Regions from separate parts of the Mus musculus genome. Here all the other regions are linked to region 2. The links are chromatin contacts, called in public Hi-C and promoter capture Hi-C maps. All regions are on one chromosome and are shown on one strand. Each heading gives the region's core, a stretch centred on a gene start, on an enhancer-like site or on the middle of the called end of the contact. The rest is flanking DNA. Distances are from core to core; before and after follow the strand shown.

Region 1 (2,739 bases), core at 18-2,517, 1.4 Mb before region 2:
TAAAAATAACCTAGGAGGGTGGAGGGGAAGAGTGATGAAAGCAGAGATGTGGTCTGGAACTTGACAGTCTCCCTCACCAGAGCCCAGAGTGGTTCTCACCCTGCAGTGAGGATGCACTGGCATCTGCTTCAGGATTCACAGCGTCTGGGGTGCAGGGGAACAGGCTGAGGACGACAGTGTCTGAGTTCTCTGGGGACTCATCTCTGGTGTCCTCAGGATCCTCTAGGTCAGGAACAGGAGGTTGCTGGTTTGGGACAAGGTTCTCTGCAACCTGAGTGGGCTCCATGGAGGAAGCTGGAGTGAAGAGATGACAGTAATTAGCCAAATCTCGTGGTCCCCAAGATGGCTCAGTTGGTAAAGGCGCTTGTCACCAAGTCAGATGACCCAATTTTGATTCCAGGAACCCACAGGGTGGAGGGAAAAAACTGACCCTGGTAAATTGTCCTCTGACCTCCACACCAAACCCACAGCACAGCCTGCCCACAAAATAAATGAATAAATGAGTTCTTATCTGGGGCTGGAGCTTGGTTAGGTGGGGCATGATAGTGCACACCTTTAGTCCTAGTACTTGGGAGGCAGAGGCAGGTAGATCCCTTTGAGTTCAAGACTAGCCTAGTCTAAATAGTGAATTCCAGGACAGCCATGGTCTGCATATTGAGCCTTGCTTTATGACGCCGGGAAAACTGTGGCTTTAGATAAATATCATTGTTAATAAATTAACACCAGAAGCCAAGGCAATAAAATGAGGGTTCTGGCAGCAGTCTGGGTTCCAATCACTTACAAGCTATAAAAACCTAGTCTATGACTAAGCTGAGCCTCATTCCCTCGTTAATAAGGTGAAGATGTAAGGCCTCAGAGAGGTCATATCAGAAAACATCATAGAGAGATACTAATGTCAAACTTATCAATGTCCCACTGTGGTTATTTGGGCCGGAATCCCCCAAAATGACTTAGGACTCAACAAAAGATGCGACGTGTAAGATCCACTCACCTCCCTCCAGCCTCCTCTGTGTCCCTACGCTGCCAGCCTTGGTCTTCCAAAACTCAGGAAGCTCTGTTCACAAACTTTTCTGGTTCAGTAGATCTCGTAAAGAGCAAGTTGGTGACCAGACGCTCAGTTCTCTAGCTTCCTCTCCTGGGACATAGAGCAGCAACTTAATACGCGACGACTACTCCTACTGGAAAACTCCTCCACTGCGCCTGCGCACCCTTGCCCTGCAAAAGTACCAAAAAATAAAAAATAAAAACCCGAAGCTGCTTCTAGCGCTTTAAGACTGGAGGGAGGAGCGTGGCTTCCGCTGAGGCCAATGGGTACAGTGGCGCATGCGCACGCTATCCTTCCTAAAGGGCTGAAGGAGCCTTAGACTCGCTGAAGATTTTATTGCGCGTGCGCTTCCCCGCCCCATGCACCGCCCCCTCCTGTCTGCCCCAATCGGATCCACAGACGGTGGGAGGGCGGAGCATTTGCCCCACGGGGCGGAGACACATGGGCGGGACTTGTCAAATTTAAAGAGACCGAATATTATTGTTACTTTGTCCATAACAATTTCCCTGCCCTGGTCCCTGAGAATTATCTGTACGTGTAGCAGGGAGTCCTTGACGAGGCATACTATAACATCAAGAAATCTCTATCCTCCCGACACGCTCGCATAGGACTGCCTCCTTCCGTCTATCTCGTGTCTGAATAGAAGTTACCTCGTAAGAGGAGCCAGCGCACAGGACGCCAGAACCCATACCTGAACGTTTAAACGTCTCAACCTCCCGACTTCCGCTTCCGGTTTCTGGGCTCTGCTGGCTGCCTTCACTATGGAAGAACCTGAGATGCAGCTGAAGGGAAAGAAAGGTGTTGCGGGACCCTAGAGGGGTTGGAGGGGCCTAGAGAGGGCAACGCGGGAAGGTACATGACAAAGAGCCGCCGTAGACCTCCCGGCCTGCGGGGTTCGATGGAAAAGGGAGGCCGGTGTCTCCCGCCGGGAGGTGTTGTGATGTATAATGATCCCGGGCAGGAAAAGGCTCTTTTCTACTTCTGAGATAAGGTCCCGGGATGTAACCCTGGCTATATTGGAACTCGCTGTGTAGACCGGGATGGTCTCAAACCTCTCTGCCTTCTGAGAGTTGGAATTAAAAGCAGAATCCATCCAGGTCCCTGCTCAGTGTAATGTGGTTTTTAGCCTGTGAATACGTAAAGGAGTATGTGGGCTTGGTGGCGCAATACTCTAATCCTCTCTTCTCAAGAGACAAGAAATTGAAGGCCAGTTTGGTCTGCACATTGAAACTCAAATCTCGAGAGAAGAGCTGGGGCTTTAGCTCAGTCGTAAACACTTTGACCAGCGCATTCAAAGCTCTGGGTTTGATCCCCGACACTGCAAAATATATTAAGGACCAGATAAGTAGATTATTTTCTTTAGCTGATGGGAGCCCTGCGTGGTAAGAGGAGTTGGTGTCATCTGCCACCATTAGCCTGGTCAGAGCTTGTCTGATACAGGAAGGAGTGGGGGATGAAGGGGACTGAAGTTGGAAGCAACAGGATCCTTGATGGATGGAGCAGGAAGAATAGAGATTTCCTGACTGGGAAAGCTGTTGGTCAAAGTCTACCCTGGGATGATGGTTTTGGTGCAGTTGACTTGTGGTAGGAACATGAGTTCTGGAGTAAAGGAAACAGGCTTAACAGGAACTTGAATGGATTCTGCAGAGGGCAGCCTTAGCAGGCATGTTTCTGGAACAGGGCCTGTGATATAC
Region 2 (2,878 bases), core at 219-2,718:
GAAAGGAATCAAAGGAAGGCCAGCCTAAGGCCTTCTGCAGGGCTGTAGAAGCACCAGTTTAGAGAACACTTGGGAAACCCAGCAGATCTGTGGCCTCCACCCTCCTGACAACGTTCTTCCTACCCACCCTCTGCTCTCTGCTGACATAAACCCCTACTTCCACTCCCCAAGCTTTATTCCTTCATCCCTGGCACTCTGTCTGTCTCTGGGAAGAAACCAAACTTCCAAGCAGTGGGCTCATGACCCTGCCACCCCTTCATGTGGGTCAGCACCTCTCCCCAAGTCCCAACCTGGAGGCCTAAGCTATTCCCTCCCAGCTCCACTGGACCTCCCCCTCCCCCTGCCCCCCTCTCACTCTCAAGCTCCTTGATGCGGGCCTGCTGCTCCAGGGCTTGAGACACCTTCTTCTCCAGGGACTCCTGAAGGGTCACCTGATCAGAAAAGCGGCACAAACATGGGTTGGCTGTTGTCCTGGCCCCTAGGAAACTTCCAGGCAAAGGCATCTGAGACCTTCTCAAGCAAAGCCCCTTTCAGGTTCCCCTCCAACACTCTCCGTATCCACCCAGTCCTACCAAGGTGTAATCTCCAAAACGGCAATTTTAAGTGCCCACATAGGAGTTTGAAAACTCTTCGTAGTTAACCCCTAGTAGAAAGTTCCAGATATTCTCCTACACAAACACACAGCAGAACCGGGCTTCCCAGACAAGGTCTCTCAGAGACATATTAAAAGTTTCAATAATTTGCTAGGTGTGGTGGCTCATGTTTTTAATACTAGCACTTGAAAGGCAGCATTTGAGGCCAGCCTGGTCTACAGAGTGACTTTTAGGACAGCCGGAGCAATTTAGGAGACCCTGTTTCAAAAAATTCAATCAGGGCTGAGTGATATCCCAGTGAAGCCAAATGCTGGTCCCTAAGTCAGGTTCGAGCTCTCCAACTCAAGCACTCTACACAAAGTTTGGAGAGTCACCAAAGGAAGGGAGGATACTGAGGCCCCTGATTGCAGAGCTGTAGGGAGTTCTAAGGTCTCCCAGGATTTCAGTCTTTAGTAGCTGGCCTTCGAGGTGGGGGTGGGGGACTTGCTTGGCTGTTTCAAAGCCACTGGAGGGGACGGATTCCAGGCTTACCACGGTCAGGTTGCAGGAGTTTGCCTGTGTCTCGGCCTGCAGCAGACTGTCCTGGGTGCGGGTGAGCTGGCGCTGCAACAGGTGCGTGGTGTTCCGGCACTCAGCCTGCGCTCGCAACCCGTCTCTACAGGCCACGCTGTTCGCTGTGACGGCGAAGTAGATTGTCAGGATGACTAAGGTAACCCCGAACAGGACCACCAAGATCGCGGCCCCCAGCCACTGCCGGTGGCTGCCCCATCCTTGCTTCCCCCCCATCTCATCCATGGGCACGGGCAGATAGTGATAGAAAGAGGGCGCCATGTGATCCGTCGATCCTAGAGGGCTCAGGAACCCTTTCCAGGCCACGCCCTTATTAGCATAACCCCGCCCCACCACTGCTTCTAGCAAATAGCAACTTCAGGAGTCCAACGCAATTCTAGAGCCGCCGGGTTGCAAACTGCTAGTGGAGAAACTGCAGCCTTTCAGTTTCATTTTCCTGGAATGCCCCTAGAAGCAAGAGAAACTTCTGGAATTCAACTCAAATTCTTGGCCTTCGCTGGCCAGTCACCTGGTGCCTGTGGGCTTGGGACTCGACTTAACAGTGGCTGTCCGCCGGGCGGTGGTGGCGCACGCCTTTAACCCCAGCACTTGGGAGGCAGAGACAGGCCGGTTGTCGGTTTGGTCTCCTAGAAGGGGAACTAAGACTTCAAGGTTCAGTTGTGGACTGAAGACCAAAGGCCAAGGTTTGAGGTCAGGGGTCTCCATTCACGAAAGGATCGTGGGAGCTATTGAGAATCTGTATATTGAGAATAGTGGCTACAGAGCAGCGGGCAGGAAACCAAGCCTGGCCAGGTAGCAAAGTGTGCCTCCCAGCTCTTGTCCTGGCATCAGGAGCAACCTGGCGGGGAAAACCTGCCTGCGGGAAAACCTCTGTGAACGGGGTAAAAAAGGAGTGTTTCAGTGAGCACCAGGCACTCAGAGAGGGCTTGGCCTGGCTTTGGGCAAAAGTGACATGAAGCATGACCTGGAGTTAGCATAGGGGTTGTCCTTGATTTCCTATCCTTCTGTCTCTGCCTCCCGAGTGCTGGGATGGCAGGTGTGCTCCACTACTCTGGAATCCTCCCTGGCTCCGCTGAATGTCCTGAATGGTACCCACCTCAAAACACTATGGAGTCTTTACTGAGGACACATAGGGCAGACCACATTCAGTCAAGGGGTTCTCTTCAGGACTGAAACTGTGTGGCCAAAGCACTAGTATATGGAGAGATTACGTTTTCTGTCCTTGTGAAGACCAGTTTGCATAGGAGGACTCGGTGTTGTGTTTTATAAAAAGAAAAAGAAGCCAGGGATATGTTTGATGGGGGTGTGGTATGGTGTGGGGGAAGAGGGTGCTTCTGCAGGCCCAGGCTGAGGCCCCCAGGGTACCAGTCACACAATGGGATGTAGAGTATAGAATAGAGTTTATTTAGGGCATGGGGAGGGGAGTTGAGGGCCTAGTAGAGACAGAGAAAGGCAGAGAGAGAGAGAGAGTAGAGGAGTAGAGGCTAGCCGGGAACAGGTAGAGAGAGAGGTGGGAGGGGAATGGGGAGAGAGGAGGAAGAGGGTAAAGGGAGCAAGATCTAGAAGAGGAGAAAAGAGAGGAAGAGGCAAGCAGCCCCTTTTATAGTGAGTCAGGCACACCTGGCTGTTGCCAGGTAACTGTGGGGCGGAGCCTAGATGAAATGCCAATGTTATGCCCAGTTCTCAGGAACCCCAGAACAACATCAGGAATTTCG
Region 3 (2,767 bases), core at 169-2,668, 1.8 Mb before region 2:
ATCCACCTCATCTTTTTGACAGGGTCTCATGATGTAACCCTGGCTAACCTGGAACTCTGCAGCTATGTAAACCAGGCTAGCCTCAATCTGCCAACCTCTTCCTCCCAAGTGCTGGGTTAAAAGTAGACTGACCAACCAACCCAGCAAGAACTATAATTTTTAACAACAAAAAACAAAACAAAACAAAACCATGCAGGGCAGTGGGAGACAATGCCTTGAATCTTGGCACATGGAAGGCAGAGAGAAGCAGGTGTATGGCTATGATTTCAAGGCCAGCCTCTACAGAGTGAGTTTTAGGCCAAAGCAGACCTAACAAAAAACAAAATAAGCAAAAAAGACAACAACAAAACCCCAACCAAACAAAAAGCAAACACAAAATAGTGATACCCCATAAATATGGCGATAGGAAGCTTCAGAACTGAACGTCATGTTTCCTCAATCTGCACTAAGATTTAAATAATCACAATATAAATCCTAACAACTTATGAAAAATTAAGAAACTGATTCTCAAGTTTATGTGGAGAGTGGAAAAAAACGAAAATGGTCCACACAATTCCAAAGAAACAGCACACAGACTTAAAGTGTATATATATAGTTATAGATATTATATATACACATGTTATATACACACACATATATATATGGGGTGTGTGTGTGTGTGTACCTTTTTTTGACAAAGTAGCAAAGGAAACTCAACAAAGGGCAGAATAGCAAAAGGTTATTAGCAGAACCGATGTCTATAGACAAGAAATTAAATAGAGTTTCACAATGTTGGGGCTGGAGAGATGGTTTAATGGTTGGGAAAACCGGCTGCTCTTCCAGAGGACCTGAGTTCAATTCCTAGTACCAACATGGCAGCTCAACAACAGTTCCAGAGGATCTGACATCCTCACAAAGACATACATACATTTTGGCAAAATACCAATGCACAAAAAATAATAATTTTTTTAAAGTTTAAAATTCACAGTATTAACTCAAGTTGATTGCTTTGACCTAAATGTTACATGAAAATTCAGAACTTCTAGAAAGTAGCAGAAACTAGATGACCTATTGTTTTACAACCTTCTGATGAGATACCCAAAGCAGGACTGTATAAAACGCCTGCCCCAGACAGAGCACCGACTCTTTCCTGCGCGAGGCGGAGCCTCCGCAGGGAGGCTCCGCGCTCTGCGCAGGCGCGGACCACGGCGAAGAGGACACAGGGCCCAGCGCCACACAGCACTGAATGCCGCTGCCGCCCCGCCCCAGCCTCGGGGAGGATCCACCACAGCGGGCAGGGACAGCGGCCCTTGCTCACCATGGCGCGGCTTCCGAACTCGCCCGCGCTCTCCTCACTGGTCCCGGCAGCAGCGCTCACAGCACAACACACCGCACCTCCCTGTGCCGCAGAGCCGAGCCACAATATGGCGGCCGTGAAGAACCCGCCTCTTGCCGCTCTCCAGTAGTCCTGATTAGACGGCACGGTTCTAGAACCTGATTGGCTACCAAAGCCTGAGTGACACTAGCTTCCAAAGCCGAAGTGTGGGATTCAAATGACAGCCATAGCCCCGCCCTCCTTGCTTCTAAGCAGAACTAGCTTCTCCCTGGTAAAGCAGTACTCCATCACCAAGTCGTCACTGTGCACACCGAGTGCTCATTGCAGCAATCCTGCTGCCTCACAATTAGAAAGGTGCTCAGGTCAGTTTTAATTAGAAGGTCAAATTATAACTGGACATGATGTTCTCCAGGCATCAGGAATTTGAGTAAGGAACATCTATGGTTTATACATCTGTCCCAGGTTGCACATTAACACAAGTATTCATTTCCTCTATTTTCATAGCATGTGTGTTCTTCCAGTTAAGATCTCTATCCAGCCGGGCAGTGCAGGCAGTGGTGGCACACACCTTTAATTCCAGCACTTGGGAGGCAGAGGCAGGCAGATTCCTGAGTTCGAGGCCAGAGTGGTCTACAGAGTGAGGACAGCCAAGGCTACACCAGAAACCCTGTCTTGAAAAAACCAAAACAAACAAACAAACAAAAACCAAAAACCTCTCTATCCTTCCATCTCACCCCCGTTTCTCCTCTCCAGGCCTCTACAGACATTCTAATTTAAACAAAAGCAAAAAGAAAAAGAAAAAGAAAATTGAAGACGTGGGTCAAGGAAATGACTTAGTAGGTTAAGCATGAACATAGTAGAAGAAGACCAACTCAGGAAAGTTGTCCTCTGGCCTCCACAAGTGTGTTCTTCACACACACATAAATATACACAGACACACACACACGTACATAGCCACTAAATCATCAGAACATTTTATTATTTAATTTTTGGTTTTTTGAGTTAGAGTTTCTCTGTGTAGCCCTAGCTATCCTGGTGTTTTTGTTTTTGTTTTTTGTTTTTTTGTTTTTTTCCAAGACAGGGTTTCTCTGTATAGCCCTGGCTATCCTAGAACTCACTCTGTAGACCAGGCTAATCTCAAACACAGAGGTCTACCTGCCTATGCTTCACGGGTGCTGGGAAAAAGGCGTTCACCCATTTTTACTAAAGAAGAAGTGGGGGAGTACTGGCAGTAGAAACAATAAGAAGGAAAAACCCAGCAAAGCTAATGGAGTCAATGAACAGATCAGTGAGTGGTGTTCAGTCGTGTAATGATTAGTCTTGATTGTCAAAGTGATAGGAGCAACCCTCCAGCATGTATGTAAGGGTGTTTCTAAATAGGGTAGTTGAGATAGGAAGGCTCTTCCTAAAAGTGGGCAGTATCATTACCTAGACCACAATCAAGGACCGACT
Region 4 (2,700 bases), core at 156-2,655, 1.0 Mb before region 2:
AGGTACTCGGGGAAGAAGGCTGGGGTCCCCCTAAGAATCCACGAGACTGAAGTCAGGTTTCAGAAAGCCAGGATCATCATGGGGGGAGGGGTGCCTTCTGAGAAACAGCAAGCAGCTTTCTAAGCAGGCTGGATAGTGGCCTGCACAGTGGCCTCTCCAGGATGGAGGCTGGCAGAGGGCTTCTCAGAGAGAGGCAGAGCTTGCACTTGGGAACAGCCTGGAGCAGAACTGTCTCCAAGAAGGCAGTGAGGAACGTGGGAAGAGAAGAGAGCCCATGGGGGAAGGAGGGACAGCACCAAGTAGCCTTGGACTGTGGGTGGGGTGTGCTCCAGGACCTCTCAGGTGCAGGTCTCAGCCTCCCTTTGGCATGTCCCCACTTACAGTGTTCACCCCAGGTGCCAATTGATCCCTTCCTAGAAGGAAGGGCAGTTCTGAGAGACCCCTCCCCCTTCAAGACACCCTCATTGCAGGCACCTCAGTTCCTCCCACTCCTGAAGATCCTCCATCCTGTCGCCCCACTATTTCTAGAGGACTCTCTGGCTCCCACATCTCTTTAGGGACTCTCAGAATCCCGCATCCCTCTGCCAACCTGAGGAACCCCACGTCAGCTCTTTTCTCATCCGAGGTTCCCCCATCCAGGCCCCTTCCCAGGACCCCAATCTGCACTAGCATACCAGGTACTCGCATCCCCTCTTCCATCTGAGGGTCCTACACTCAGGTCCCTCTCCTTTTCCAGTCACTGGGTTCCTGAGAGTCCATCTGTTACCTGCGCAGGAGGCGAGCCAGGGTGGTGCTGGCGACACCGCTGCTGGCACCTCTGAGTGTCCCCGAGCTGCGGAGCGAAGGGGTCACGCGCTGGGGTTGGGGTGACCAGTGACGCCAACAACAGCAGCAGCGGCAATGCTACCGCAGCCATGGCTGAAGATGCGCAGCGCGGGCCCTGGGATGCGGGACCGGGTGTTGACGTCACTGAGCGAGGCAGCCTGGGAAGGGGGGGGGGGTGTGCTGCGGCGAGCGGGGCGGGCAGGTGAATCTCTACTCCGGTCGGGGACATATTCTTGATACTCATGGTCCGGCTCTTTGACCGGACTTGGATCTGCGTGCCGGGAATGACAAAGAGGACCTGGCTAGATACGGTGACAGGCCTATCTCAGGCCACTCAGGGATGAAGGCCAAGAGCAACGGGGCAGGGAGCATCTAAGATCCTTAGTCAAGGAATTTTTTAAAAAGGGAAGAGGAGTATGGACAGGGCAATGAAAGAAGAGAGAGAGAGAGAGAGAGAGAGAGAGAGAGAGAGAGAGAGAGAGAGAGAGAGAGAGAGAGAGAGAGAGAAAGAGAGAGAGAGAGAGAGAGAGAGAGAGAGAGAGAGAGAGAGAGAGAGAGAGAGAGAGAGAGACCAAGAGGATGAGGAGGTTGAAGGCCTGGGAGGATGGAGGGGGAGGTAGAATGAGAAGAGGAAGAAAACGGAAAGTGGGGGAGGGGAGGGGTAAAAAATGGTAAGAAGGAAGGAAGACAGTTAGGGAGGAGGGGAAACAAGAGGTGTTTGAGGACCAGGAGGAGGCGGACAAAGACTTGGGAGTGGAGAGAGAGGGAGTGGAGGAGAAGGGAGGCCAGAAGGAGCGAGCAGGACCATAGAGCTGGAGCCGGGGTGGATTTGAAGCATCTGAGGGCGCGGAAACTAGCCGACCACCAGCCACAGTTGGCCTGCTTCCGGGACACTAAGACTCTAGGGGGAGGTACTCTAGGGGCAGCTGCCTCCTCCAGGAAGTCCTCGAGGAACTTCAGGGAGCAAAACTTAAGGTGGTCTCCCTCCATTTCAGTGCGGAAAAACAGACCTGAGGGAACCCATTGTCTCCCTGGGACTCGGAGGCCCCCAGCACTCTAACAAGGCCTCTGAGCCGCTCACTTTTCCCATCTGGTGGGAAAACTTGAAGCAAATAGGGACACAGTGGCTTCCGTCCTGGATTCGGAGGTCTCCACGGTTTCCTCCGTCCGGGCGCCAGGGCGCGGGCTCTGAGCCCCAGTGGCCTGCTTGGCACAGGTGCCTTGCGGCCTGCGCGTCCAGTCGCTCCGCCCCAGTAGACGAGGAGGCCGCTCGCAGGGTCGTCGGGTCACAGGGAGCCGCAGGTTCCGGTCGGGAGGAGGGGCTGGCGCGCCCGGGTCCCCGCCGGCCGTTTGCTTTCATCTCAGCGGCCGGGGCCGGCCCCCACGTGGCTTAATCAGGCGCGGCTGTGCCTGGCGGACCTGAACATCTGGATCCCGGCGCGGCCCCTCCCCCGCCCCTCCCGGGCTGGGCCTCTCTTCCACCAGCGCACCCTGGGCACGGTCCCTGTGCGCTGGGACCCCAACCGTTTCCTCAAGTCGGACGCCTTGGCATATGCCCATCATCCCAACACGCGGAAAGGCTGAGGCAGAAGAATCGGTGCGAGGTCCAGGTCAATCTGGGTTAGGACGTGAGTTCTAAGTCTGGCCCTCTATAGTGAGCGAGACCCTGTCTCAAGAAACCAAACGCAAAGCCTGTTTCCCCAATTTACAGGTGGGAAACCTGGCACCCGGACGCCTGGGCAGAGCCGGAATTCAAGTTCACACTTGTCATTTGCAGAGTCCCGGGCACTTAACCCTTCTGCAATTACGGTCCTTCATTCAATTTCAAACAAACACTCCTTTCAACAAAGATTTTCTTGCCATGACTTTTTTCTC

What was found. Promoter capture Hi-C pulls out the DNA fragments that hold promoters and counts their contacts. Hi-C and Micro-C count contacts between places; a contact is called where the count stands out from the background.
Region 1: a contact with region 2 is called in a Hi-C map of B cells, with 5 read pairs. The contact joins the promoter of Rfxank here to the promoter of Bst2 in region 2. A contact is called at or near these places in 2 of 484 Hi-C or Micro-C datasets (B cells and CD4 T cells) and 1 of 9 other capture datasets (liver).
Region 3: a promoter capture Hi-C map of pre-B cells shows a contact between it and region 2, with 3 times the contacts expected there. The contact joins the promoter of Zfp866 here to the promoter of Bst2 in region 2. A contact is called at or near these places in 3 of 39 promoter capture datasets (hippocampal neurons, liver and pre-B cells).
Region 4: a contact with region 2 is called in a promoter capture Hi-C map of embryonic stem cells. The contact joins the promoter of 1700020G03Rik here to the promoter of Bst2 in region 2.

Annotation. Positions count from the first base shown.
Region 1 is chr8:70,137,930-70,140,668 of GRCm38.p6, forward strand. Rfxank (regulatory factor X-associated ankyrin-containing protein) reads right to left here and starts at 1,268. Exons shown (of 9, transcript NM_011266.2): 1 at 992-1,268; 2 at 100-294. The coding sequence starts at 286. Gm45929 (predicted gene, 45929) reads left to right here and starts at 1,570. Exons shown (of 9, transcript NM_001310055.1): 1 at 1,570-1,843. It overlaps Borcs8 (BLOC-1 related complex subunit 8), which reads left to right and starts at 1,570. Exons shown (of 6, transcript NM_001145552.2): 1 at 1,570-1,843. The coding sequence starts at 1,807.
Region 2 is chr8:71,536,004-71,538,881 of GRCm38.p6, forward strand. Bst2 (bone marrow stromal cell antigen 2) reads right to left here and starts at 1,469. Exons shown (of 5, transcript NM_198095.3): 1 at 1,125-1,469; 2 at 356-431. The coding sequence starts at 1,424.
Region 3 is chr8:69,773,493-69,776,259 of GRCm38.p6, forward strand. Zfp866 (zinc finger protein 866) reads right to left here and starts at 1,419. Exons shown (of 4, transcript NM_177899.3): 1 at 1,298-1,419. The coding sequence starts at 1,300.
Region 4 is chr8:70,486,402-70,489,101 of GRCm38.p6, forward strand. It overlaps 1700020G03Rik (a long non-coding RNA gene), which reads left to right and starts at 1,406. Exons shown (of 2, transcript XR_870493.2): 1 at 1,406-2,453; 2 at 2,537-2,700. It overlaps Tmem59l (transmembrane protein 59-like), which reads right to left and starts at 947. Exons shown (of 8, transcript NM_182991.3): 1 at 767-947. The coding sequence starts at 916.